Linked DNA regions of Gossypium arboreum: region 2 is linked to region 1. Evidence: chromatin contacts called from public Hi-C data. All regions are on one chromosome and are shown on one strand. Each heading gives the region's core, a stretch centred on a gene start, on an enhancer-like site or on the middle of the called end of the contact. The rest is flanking DNA. Distances are from core to core; before and after follow the strand shown. Region 1 holds the start of LOC108476827 (pentatricopeptide repeat-containing protein At5g66520). Region 2 holds the start of LOC108477454 (transcription factor BEE 2-like).

The links. Hi-C and Micro-C count contacts between places; a contact is called where the count stands out from the background.
Region 2: a Hi-C map of leaf shows a contact between it and region 1, with 2.2 times the contacts expected there. The contact joins the promoter of LOC108477454 here to the promoter of LOC108476827 in region 1. A contact is called at or near these places in 2 of 5 Hi-C or Micro-C datasets (both in leaf).

Annotation. Positions count from the first base shown.
Region 1 is chr12:15,521,441-15,526,435 of ASM2569848v2, reverse strand. LOC108476827 (pentatricopeptide repeat-containing protein At5g66520) reads right to left here and starts at 2,690. Exons shown (of 1, transcript XM_017779185.2): 1 at 383-2,690. The coding sequence starts at 2,662. The coding sequence ends at 794. LOC108476829 (phosphopantetheine adenylyltransferase-like) reads right to left here and starts at 4,454. Exons shown (of 6, transcript XM_017779186.2): 1 at 4,117-4,454; 2 at 3,948-4,019; 3 at 3,753-3,812; 4 at 3,550-3,644; 5 at 3,224-3,293; 6 at 2,825-3,102. The coding sequence starts at 4,251. The coding sequence ends at 2,974.
Region 2 is chr12:15,650,166-15,655,160 of ASM2569848v2, reverse strand. It overlaps LOC108477454 (transcription factor BEE 2-like), which reads left to right and starts at 2,801. Exons shown (of 7, transcript XM_017780002.2): 1 at 2,801-3,845; 2 at 4,085-4,288; 3 at 4,382-4,516; 4 at 4,602-4,673; 5 at 4,786-4,992. The coding sequence starts at 3,468.

The DNA.
Region 1 (4,995 bases), core at 1,441-3,940:
TTGACACAAATCATAATACAACCTTTACACAAGTTAATATTTTAACAATTTTATTTTCTCATGTTTTGAAAATATTACCAAGTGCGTTTTCATATTTTATTTATTGAAACAAATTTTAATCTCATTTATTAAAGTTGTTTTTCAATTTTCAAAAATAAAAATAAATATACTTCTAAAATGAAAATAAATGAAAAAATTTGATACACTGTTTGTGGAATTTTAAAATTTCACAAATAGAATTAAGAGGTTAACAAGTATCCGATGGTGTATAGTAAAATATTAAAAATAAATATTTTTAAAAAATACATAATTTTTAAAATTACTTATAGAATGAAAAAAAAGACATTATAAATATATATCAAATACTACCCTGAAATAAAAATTATTTTGAAAAAACCGAAGAGATCCTATTTTTCTTTATTACGTTTTATTTACTTTAATTTTGGGGCCTCCCCCAATAAGGCGTTGGGTTTATTTTCCAGGTTTTGGTGCGGCAGAAATGAGCATCGATATGGTTTCGGTGACGTCCATCTAAAATGGGTGGATTCAACTTAGCAATGCTTCATTCTTAAGCAGCTCCGCTACTTCCCATGCTTTCTTCGTTGCCTCAAATATATCTACTTTTTTGGCTAAATGCCGAAGGGACCACCGGGCTTCATATTTGCTCTATTGGATTCTTTTAATTTTTGGGAGCTGAAGGTGTTTGCCTTGTGCTCAGCAAAGCTTATACATTAACTACTCCTAGTTGGTGTACTAACAGGTGAGTTAATATAATGTTGTGGTCTCTCCTTCCTCACCATTTATCTCCACAAGTACAATTGCCATCCTTAAAATGGTGGAACCTGGTTCTATCCCTCATGACAATCTCCCTATCATATATCTTGGACACAAGTTTTGTTACACTGTGGCAGTCCTCGCATATCCGAAGATTCTTGATAATTCTAATAGTTGTCCCTGGTTTAGTTCTAAGTAATCCAAATGCAATAGCCAACTTCTCACTGTGCTGATTGATTGCCATTTCTTTGGCTTCATTGTCCAGATCAAGCAGTAGATTCTGCAATGCAGGTTTATATCCTTCCTTTTCAAGTCTTTCAGCTATATTGTCCCACATGCGGTAAATCTCTGCTGCCTGTGGATGGGACTTGGTCCCGGCCAAGAATTCATGGACAACCCCATTCAGACTAATTGCACTGCATCCCGGAAGTTTCGAAACCCCTCGTTCTTTCATCTCCCTCCTTGCTTCAACTGCTTGGTCCCAGTCCCCTGCTGCTGCATGAATGCTCGCCAAGTGAACATACCGACCACCATGGTCCGGATCTTCTTCAAGCAGCAGTTTCCCTACCTTTGTACCTAATTCGACATTTTTATGAATCCGGCAGGCATTGAGCAATGCTCCCCAAACAACAGCATTTGGTTTTACAGGCATTAGCTCAATCAATCCCTTTGCTTCTTCCAGGAGCCCTGCTCGGCCTAGTAGATCAACCATGCAGCCATAATGCTCTATTCTTGGCCTTAATTTATGAACTCGTTCGATGCTCTCAAACAATGATTTTCCTTTATCAACCAGTCCTGAGTAGCTACATGCTGTCAGAATTGCTGTAAAAGTGACATGGTTTGGCTTGATTCCGACCTTCTGCATAGTCTCAAACCAGTCCAGCGCTTCTCTTCCACGACCATGAATTGCAAATCCATAAATCAATGCAGTCCACAAAGCAACTTCCTTTTTCTTCTGTTTCTTAAAAACTTCTAAAGCTTCTTCCATGTCACCACACTTTGCATACATATCTGTAAGGGCGCAGCCTAAGATTGGATCAATCACAATTCCTATCTTGTCAATATATGCATGAATCCATCTCCCTTGATCCAACGCTCCGAGATATGAACAAGCAGAGAGAGTGCTTGCAAGGGCAACTTTGTCTGGTTGCACACCTTCAATCTGCATTTCTTGAAATAAATTCAAGGCTTCCTTGTACATGCCCGCCCCAACATATCCAGATATCATAGTTGTCCAAGAGATGACATTCTTCGTTGGCATGTTCTTGAAAAATTCATATGCAGTTTCCATCTTGCCACACTTTGCATAGCCATCAATCATCAAGTTCCAAGAAACGACGTCTCGTTTCAAGACCTGGTCAAAGAGCAAACGCGCAGCTTCCATGCTGCCGGATGATGCATAGACATGAAGCAAGGAATTCACAGCATAAACATCTGAGCGGAAACCTAACTTAACAACGTGAGCATGAATTTGCTTGGTTTCTTCCATAGCTGACAAACTGGAACAAGCTTTAAGCAGGAAAGGAAAAGTGTAGGAATTATGTGGAACTGAAAGATCCAGCATATGCTGATATAAAAGAAGGGCTGTTTCTGGTTTGTTGTTCTCTGAGTATCCTTTAATCATGGTGTTGTACATGAAAGTATTGGGCCTATTTACTCTATCAAAAACCATCCGAGCGTGTTCTAGATTACCATATTTCGAAGACACACAAAAAGTAAGGACTTTGCTTACTAAGACGGTATCTGCAACAAGGCCTGTTTTTAACATCTGTGCATGAATCTGCTTGAGTTCCTCCATTGTTGAACATTGTTCAAGTACAGGTAAGGTCTGGGTGGCATTCAATTCCAGGGACAGCTGCTTTGTTGGAGATAAAGTGAGGGGTGTCATTTATTGGTTAGTAAGGCAAAAATAGTTTCTTTCCTCAATTTAATCTAACAAATGTAGATAAGGTTTTTGATAACTTCATACATATGGTTATCCTTGCATTTCCTTTATGTGGTCCTTATTTGATCTTTCGTCAAGCTATTTAAATCTTAACAATATTGATACTTTTAATAAGAAGACACTTGCATGCTTAATTTTATTAAATTTCAGGTGTCCTTGTACATTTTTGCTGTTGGAGTTTCACAAAAAGAAAAAGGAAAAAAAAAAAGAACCATCGAAATATGGCCACCTTTCTTGCAGCCATTGATATGATATCAGCTTGTTACCATCAAGCTTGTGGCAGACTCCTGGTTTTTGGCTTTCTCAGCTTCAAGCTTCCTTAGTGTTGTTGAACTCAACTTGCCTCCAGTACATCCTTCAGAAACTAGATCTACAACTTCAATCTGCAGAAAATGGCACCATATGAAGACGTTTTCCTTGAAAAATTTTGTGAAATTATAAACAAAATTTGTCTTACTTTCAAATACTACCAACAGCATGGAAATTAACCAGACAAAAACAAACCTTTAACTGTGAAAGGCCTCTTTCAGCTCTTTTCTTATTAACGGAGACTCCACCTGGTAATGTCTCCTTACTGTCAAGAAACTAGTGCAGTTAGGCAAAGAAGGATTCACTAGCATTATATAAGGTTAATATGATGTACTTCATCTCTTGTTGCCACTTTTACTAACTCGAACAAGCCGAATCAACGTTAATTCATTGTGAAAAGGAGGCATATCCAGAAAGGAAACATCAATTCAGAGCACAAGATCAAGAAAGCAAAGTAAGCATTCATGTGAAGTGGATTACCAAAGAGTTCTCTTGTATTGAGAAGTTAGTCAGTAACAAACCTGACAAGAATGGCCTCCAAATGTTCATCAATGATTGAAGGTCCATAGGGATCTGTAATAGGTTCAACTTGGACTACTAGCTTTGGTTTGATAGACTGCAAAAATATAAGCAAAATTTATTAATAGAGAAAATCATCGAATGACTGATCACCCCCCCCCCCAATACTCTTTCATGGTCTTTTCTCATAAAAATACTTACATACCTTAATGTAATTCTCAACATTATGCATCCTTTCTTCAATGGGTTGTATCAATTCAGCAAACTATCAATAAGAGAAGGATTGCTACAGTTAATCAAATGCCTTTTTCTCTTAATCCATTTTAAACCAAGTAAACAAGTTTAGGATTTAGATTAGTTCAGAGTAAAAAGCATATTGAATGAGAAAAAAAAAAATTACCTGTTTTTTGGATAACATGGGACCATCACAAACACCCACCACGATTCGATCCCTGGCAATCTCCGCTGCTGACTATTTCCAGCAAAAGTTTTGTCTCTTAGAATCATATTGGGATAAAGAAATAAAAGTAAAACATAGTTTGAGAGAGAGATGATTATGTCAGTTTTACTTTGAGGAAGAGGCAGTGGCCGTCGTGCAAGCGGTCAAAGGTGCCACCAAGAACGACGGCGCCATATGAATTTGGCGGCGACAGTTGTGGGTTCACCAAAGTGGATTGATCCTTTTGCTCTTCCAACATCGTCATCTATATATCACACAACTGAAACCGATACAACAAAGGAAAAGAGAGAAATATATAGGTAGCTGACTTTGGGTTAGGTACACCGAACCTAGACAAGTTGAATCCTTTCTTGGGTTTTATAACTTAAAAAAGGAAGTGCCTATGGTCCTGGGTATAAGATTAGTGAAGTAGGAGGACTTTAGTTTTCAGGTACCTTACCTACCTACCTACCTGTTTATCTAATTTTAATTTACTTCTTGTCAATGTTACCAAATCACATTTCATGATTCGGGGATGACTACTTCCGTAATTTGGATCTCTAACTATGAATTCTATCATTTAAAAAAAAAAAATTTATAAATACAAATAAATAATTGTTGATATACAAATCAACTAGAGAGAAGAAGATGATGGTGTGAGGAAGGCCAATTCACCCATGCTAAGACCGAGAGTTAAAAAGATAAGAGAGTGCTAATGTGAATGGAGAGGAGAGGAACGAGGGTTTAGTCTTTTGAGATTTGTTGGGAGGTAAGGAGGAAAAGCCCTCCTTTTCTATATTGAGCTTTGTTTTGATACTTGGCATTATCGACCTATTCTATTGAGCTCGCATAATAATAGGTGTTCGCAAGATAAGTATCTACATTCTCCTGCGAAGTCACACGTGAGATCGCGTATGAGACCACATAAACACGTATTAGGTTTAGAGTAAGATACGTGTTGACATGCATACATATATGAAACTTACTGTAACACCCCTAACCCGTTTCC
Region 2 (4,995 bases), core at 1,552-4,051, 130 kb before region 1:
AGAAAATTTTCTGAACCAAAACTAGATCAAGTCTTGAGAAGCATTTGTAGATAAAATAATTCGAACAAATTAGAAATTCCCATGTGACTTACAAATTACCATGCATTAAAAAGATTATATAACTTGCCATGTCATTATTATTTATTTCTACTTTAATTAAGAGAAAAATAAATATTTTATAATGAGATTATATTCTTTAACAATTACATATATTTAATTGAATTAAATTAATTTATAGAAAATGTGATAAAAAAAAGGTCTTTTTAACTCTCCTGCAGAAATCATGTTCAATAAAAAACTTTTTTATTGATTAACTCGTACTATAAAAACCAAGCCAAGAAAGAGGATCGAGTATTGAAACTCTCTCCAAATTTTGAAAATTCTTCCCATAAATCCAAAAAAAAAAAAAAAAACTCTTAAATAACATTGTGCATGTTTTTAGGAAATCTCTAAAAATTAGTTTTTCAATTTGATTAAGTTGATACAAATGAGATCAAATTCATTCTTTAAGTTTAAAAAATCTTTGAAACAAATTTATTCGCCAAGATTAATTATAAAAAATTCTTAGATCAAATTTGCTCTAATCTAATTTGGTTTACAAAAAAAATTAATTCTATTTTTAATATCAAGTCTCAATAACCTTTAAATCTAAATCAAATCATATTTTATGTTAAGCATCTTAGCATCTTTTTCACATCTATTTTTGAGATCAACATTAGACAATCTTTGAAACAAATCAGGTTCATTCAATATCAATTCTGATAAATTTTGAACTGAATTTTTGCCTGAAAAAAGAAAAGGCTATTTTAAAACTTTGAAAACTATACCTAAAACTTACTAAGAAAGTTTTTTGATTTGTGACGAAATTTTCAAATCATATTTGAATAGAAAATTTGTTGTGTACACTTAATTCCAATAAGAAAACATTCCCAAACCTGACAATATCTTTGAACTTGTCAATGTTTAGTGGCTGAAATTGAAGCCTAGCTAATGGAAGATAGCTATATATTCGACTTTTGTATAGATGAGATGATAAGTTCATATCAGATAGGCATGCTTTCCTCTCTTTAAAGTTTATTATAATTGATGGACCCATTTTGAACTTGGGTCCAGTTAGAGCTAAGGTCAGTAATTGCAATCATAGATCTGAATATTGCAGAAATAGAATTAAAAAGAACTTGATGGGCAAGTTTTCGATCATTACTTCAATGAGTTGGCAAGGAACAATAGCCAATAATGGTGGGGTTTTGGAGTGAGATTAATATCTATTCACCATTACTTAATGAGGAGCCTTCATGGTCAAATCTTGTAGAGACATACCCACATGAAGTTGGTGAACCTCCTTTCAACACACCCTACGCATGGTCTACCCTACCATCACTTATAAGGACAGAATAAAAATATTTTATGCCTCAGATAAATGGGTCTGTTAGGTCAAATAATTTTCTTTTGGATTTAAAATTACTTAAGAATCAGCCTTCCTGTCCAATATCACTTATACCCCATTATTCAAGCTATTTATTTTACATCTAACTATAGCTGGGCCCTTAGATTTAGAAACTATATCTTATCTGCATAATTTGTTAGTGTTATAGTGTCTGTTTTTTTTTTTCCTTCTTTTGTCCCGTTATTAGTGAGCTCACGGTTAATCCACCATGAAGTTCTTGAAAATTTATAAGGAAAAAAAATGGCTCATCATTGAATCCATCTCCTACTAGTTAAGTAAATATAATAGTGAAAATTGGTATTCAAGAAACAAACTAAACATAAGTGGTTTTCTTAAGTCTAATACCTTCTATTATGGGGAAGTAAAATTGGATTTTAATAAAATTTGAGGTTGAGTTGAATCCAACCTCAAATAAAGTAAAATTTTATTATCGTTGATGTCTTTAATGAAATTATATCTTTGACTAAAAAGAAAATTAGACCTTCAAACAACTTTTAGGACACTCTCAACTTTATTATAAAAAGATATAGTTGAAAAATATAAACCTATAGTCGCATCTCTAGTGCAAGTATATGGTAATGAAAAAGTTGAAACTCCTCTTATCATCTTCATTTTTAGCTCTTTTGAATAAAAACTTCAAGTATAGAATAGAACATGAAGATGCTTGCTGTCATGTATCATGTGACGTGAGTTTCTTTCTTAGATGAAAAGAAAAAGCTGGTCGGGGGATTTGTTTATATTCTGCCTTAAATTGTCACACGTTGCCGGTGGGTCACTCGTATAATCCATTCAATATATCCCATGCAAATATATTTTGACTTGAAAATTAAAGTTTTTTTTTTTTATTAAGCAGCCCATAATCTCTTATCCTCAATGAGCTTCAAGCTATATAAAAAAACCAATATAAATACCTGTGGAAGTGCATACATGTTAAGCAGGTTTGTCCCCGAATCAGTCACAGGATATTGCAAAGTATCCTTGCATGCCGGTTGCTTTGAAATGTTAGAAACATTTACTTGCTTGCTGCTGCACTTAGGCTTTATCCGGATTCAAAAACTGATTTGTTTATGTAAACTTGAAATAGATAAGTTGAGATTTGGCTTTCTTTTATCTAAATCTGGAGGAGCAATACAGGAAAATCAAGTTACTTTCTCCATTTTCACATTTCTTACCCTCAGTCAGAACTAAAAATGAAAAAAAGCTGGAGTAGCTTAGTTGGCTATTGCATATGGCCCACCTTAATTCTGGGTCGGAATCCCTCAAGTGTTATTGCTTGTTGTGTACAACGACGTCGTTTTTGCTTGCTTTACTCCCATTTGTTCCGTATCTCCTTTTTTTTCTTTTTTTTTTTGTCCTGTTCCTGAGTATAACGAAATCGTGTAGACTTTGCTCTCCTGTTTCTTCCCTGTTCCTGATAAAACTAATCGACTACGGTGATTAAAAATTCTGTCATTTCTTGTGCTGTTCCTGATATTTATCAAAAAATAATATTAATATTATCAAACTAGAACTATTTTTCTAAAAAGGGAAATTAATACTTTAATAGAAGGTTCATCAAACAACTTGATTTGATTGTTTATTTTGTTTAGAGCCAAAGACTTTGGGAGACGTTGAAAACTCACCAAATCAAAAATCTTAATCTGCAGGTGGGAAGCCTCCAAATATCACCTCAACTTCAAATTGAATTACCTTCAACAAACCTAGAAAAGATTACCCGAAACCCTTTGGAGGGAGCCTCTCCGTTTTCTGTTATAAACTGACATTCTCACATGGCGTTTATGTCACTGGGTCCCATAGGCCACAAGCTCTCGTTAATGGCTTACATTCTTTTCTGATTCTTTGCCTCTCTTCTACCCAAATCCTTCTCTTTATATATAATTTATTATTATTATATATCCTTTACAAATTCATCTTCACCTTAGGCGACCAGGGTGTTCAAAATCTTTAGAGAGGAAAGCAAAAGAATCCCATTCTCCTCCTTCCAGTTTCCAGTCCCTGGAAAGCTGTACCCTATAACGGGATGGACGTGACACTGCTCGACAGACAACAAGCAACTTATCCCCTTGAATTATGTGCAAGTTCAGTGCCTCTGTTTCAGAGTTATTTAGGTAGTGGACCAATAGTTGAGCTGAAAAGACCAGAAGCTTATTTGAGTGGTGATGGTTTTCACGAATTTGTCTACTTTCCAGTGGGTGGAGGACCAGAGTTTGGTGACAGTGAAAAGTTGAATTTGGTGCCGCCTGATGCTGCTCCCGGTTACTGCATTTCTCGGACTTCTAGCTGTCAGATGACAGCTTTCCATGCTGCTGCTATGAAAGAGGAAAGAGAGGATATGATTTTGGAGAAAATGGAATCCACCCCTGGCAGTGGCAGCAGAGAGAGTTTTACCAAGAGAAAAGCTGAGGTTTCTGACTTTGTCTTCACTCCAAATTTATTCACTTTGAAGAACGAATTTATCAGCTTCTGATTAAATTTAATCAATACGATGCTAAGGTGTTTCAGCTTCTGAATAAATTTAATGAATACGATGCTAAGGTTTTTCTTTGATTAAGGAAAGCAAAATATGTATGAATTGTTTACTCATGTGAATTACTAGATCAAATCAGTTCAATATGTAGTGTCATTCTTGATGTGCAGGTTGTTGCAGAGCGTAAAAGCAAAGATAAGAGGATCAAAGGTGAACTGGAAGGGGAATCTGAGGTGAAAACAAAATGCAGTACACAAGTCTCCAGGAATTCTTCAAAGGAGAATTCCAAGGCTTGTGAGGTTCAGAAGCCGGATTACATTCATGTAAGGGCGCGCCGTGGCCAGGCTACTGACAGTCACAGCTTGGCAGAAAGAGTAAGTTCGAATTTTGTGTCTCGAGTTGTAATTGCTAAGGAAAATTACTAGTTATTTTAACTGGTATGGCCTTTACCTGTCTTTAATATACAGGCCAGAAGGGAAAAGATCAGTAAGAAGATGAAATGTTTGCAAGATTTAGTCCCTGGTTGCAATACGGTCACAGGGAAAGCTGGAATGCTTGATGAAATAATCAACTATGTTCAATCTCTCCAAAGACAAGTTGAGGTATGCATATTGATCTTGTTAGACTTGAATATTTTACTACATTTTTCTGTTTAACTTATCAGGTTGTAATTTAATATTCTTGCAGTTCTTGTCTATGAAAATCGCTGCTCTAAATTCAAGTGCTGAATTCAATGTTGAAAACCTGCCTATAAAAGAGGTAAGAAAACAGCCTCGAGAATTGTCATTTGTCACTGTTTATTGGAGAAAATGAATTACAAGAAGTGACTTCTTTTACGACTGACTCATGCTTAAATAATCATGCAATGAAGCTTCCTTCTTACGTCGCCAATTTTCCAGCAGCCGCTAAGTTACCAGCAATGCCCAATTTGACCTGCTTTCAGTTAAATTCAATGCAAAAAGAAGCTGTAAATTGCATGTTAAATGAAACAATGCATCCTCCCCTAACAGCAACTGAAGGAATTGCAAGTGCTTCTGTTTCTATCCCAGAACAAGCGCTCAGCTCATCCACCATAACTGTA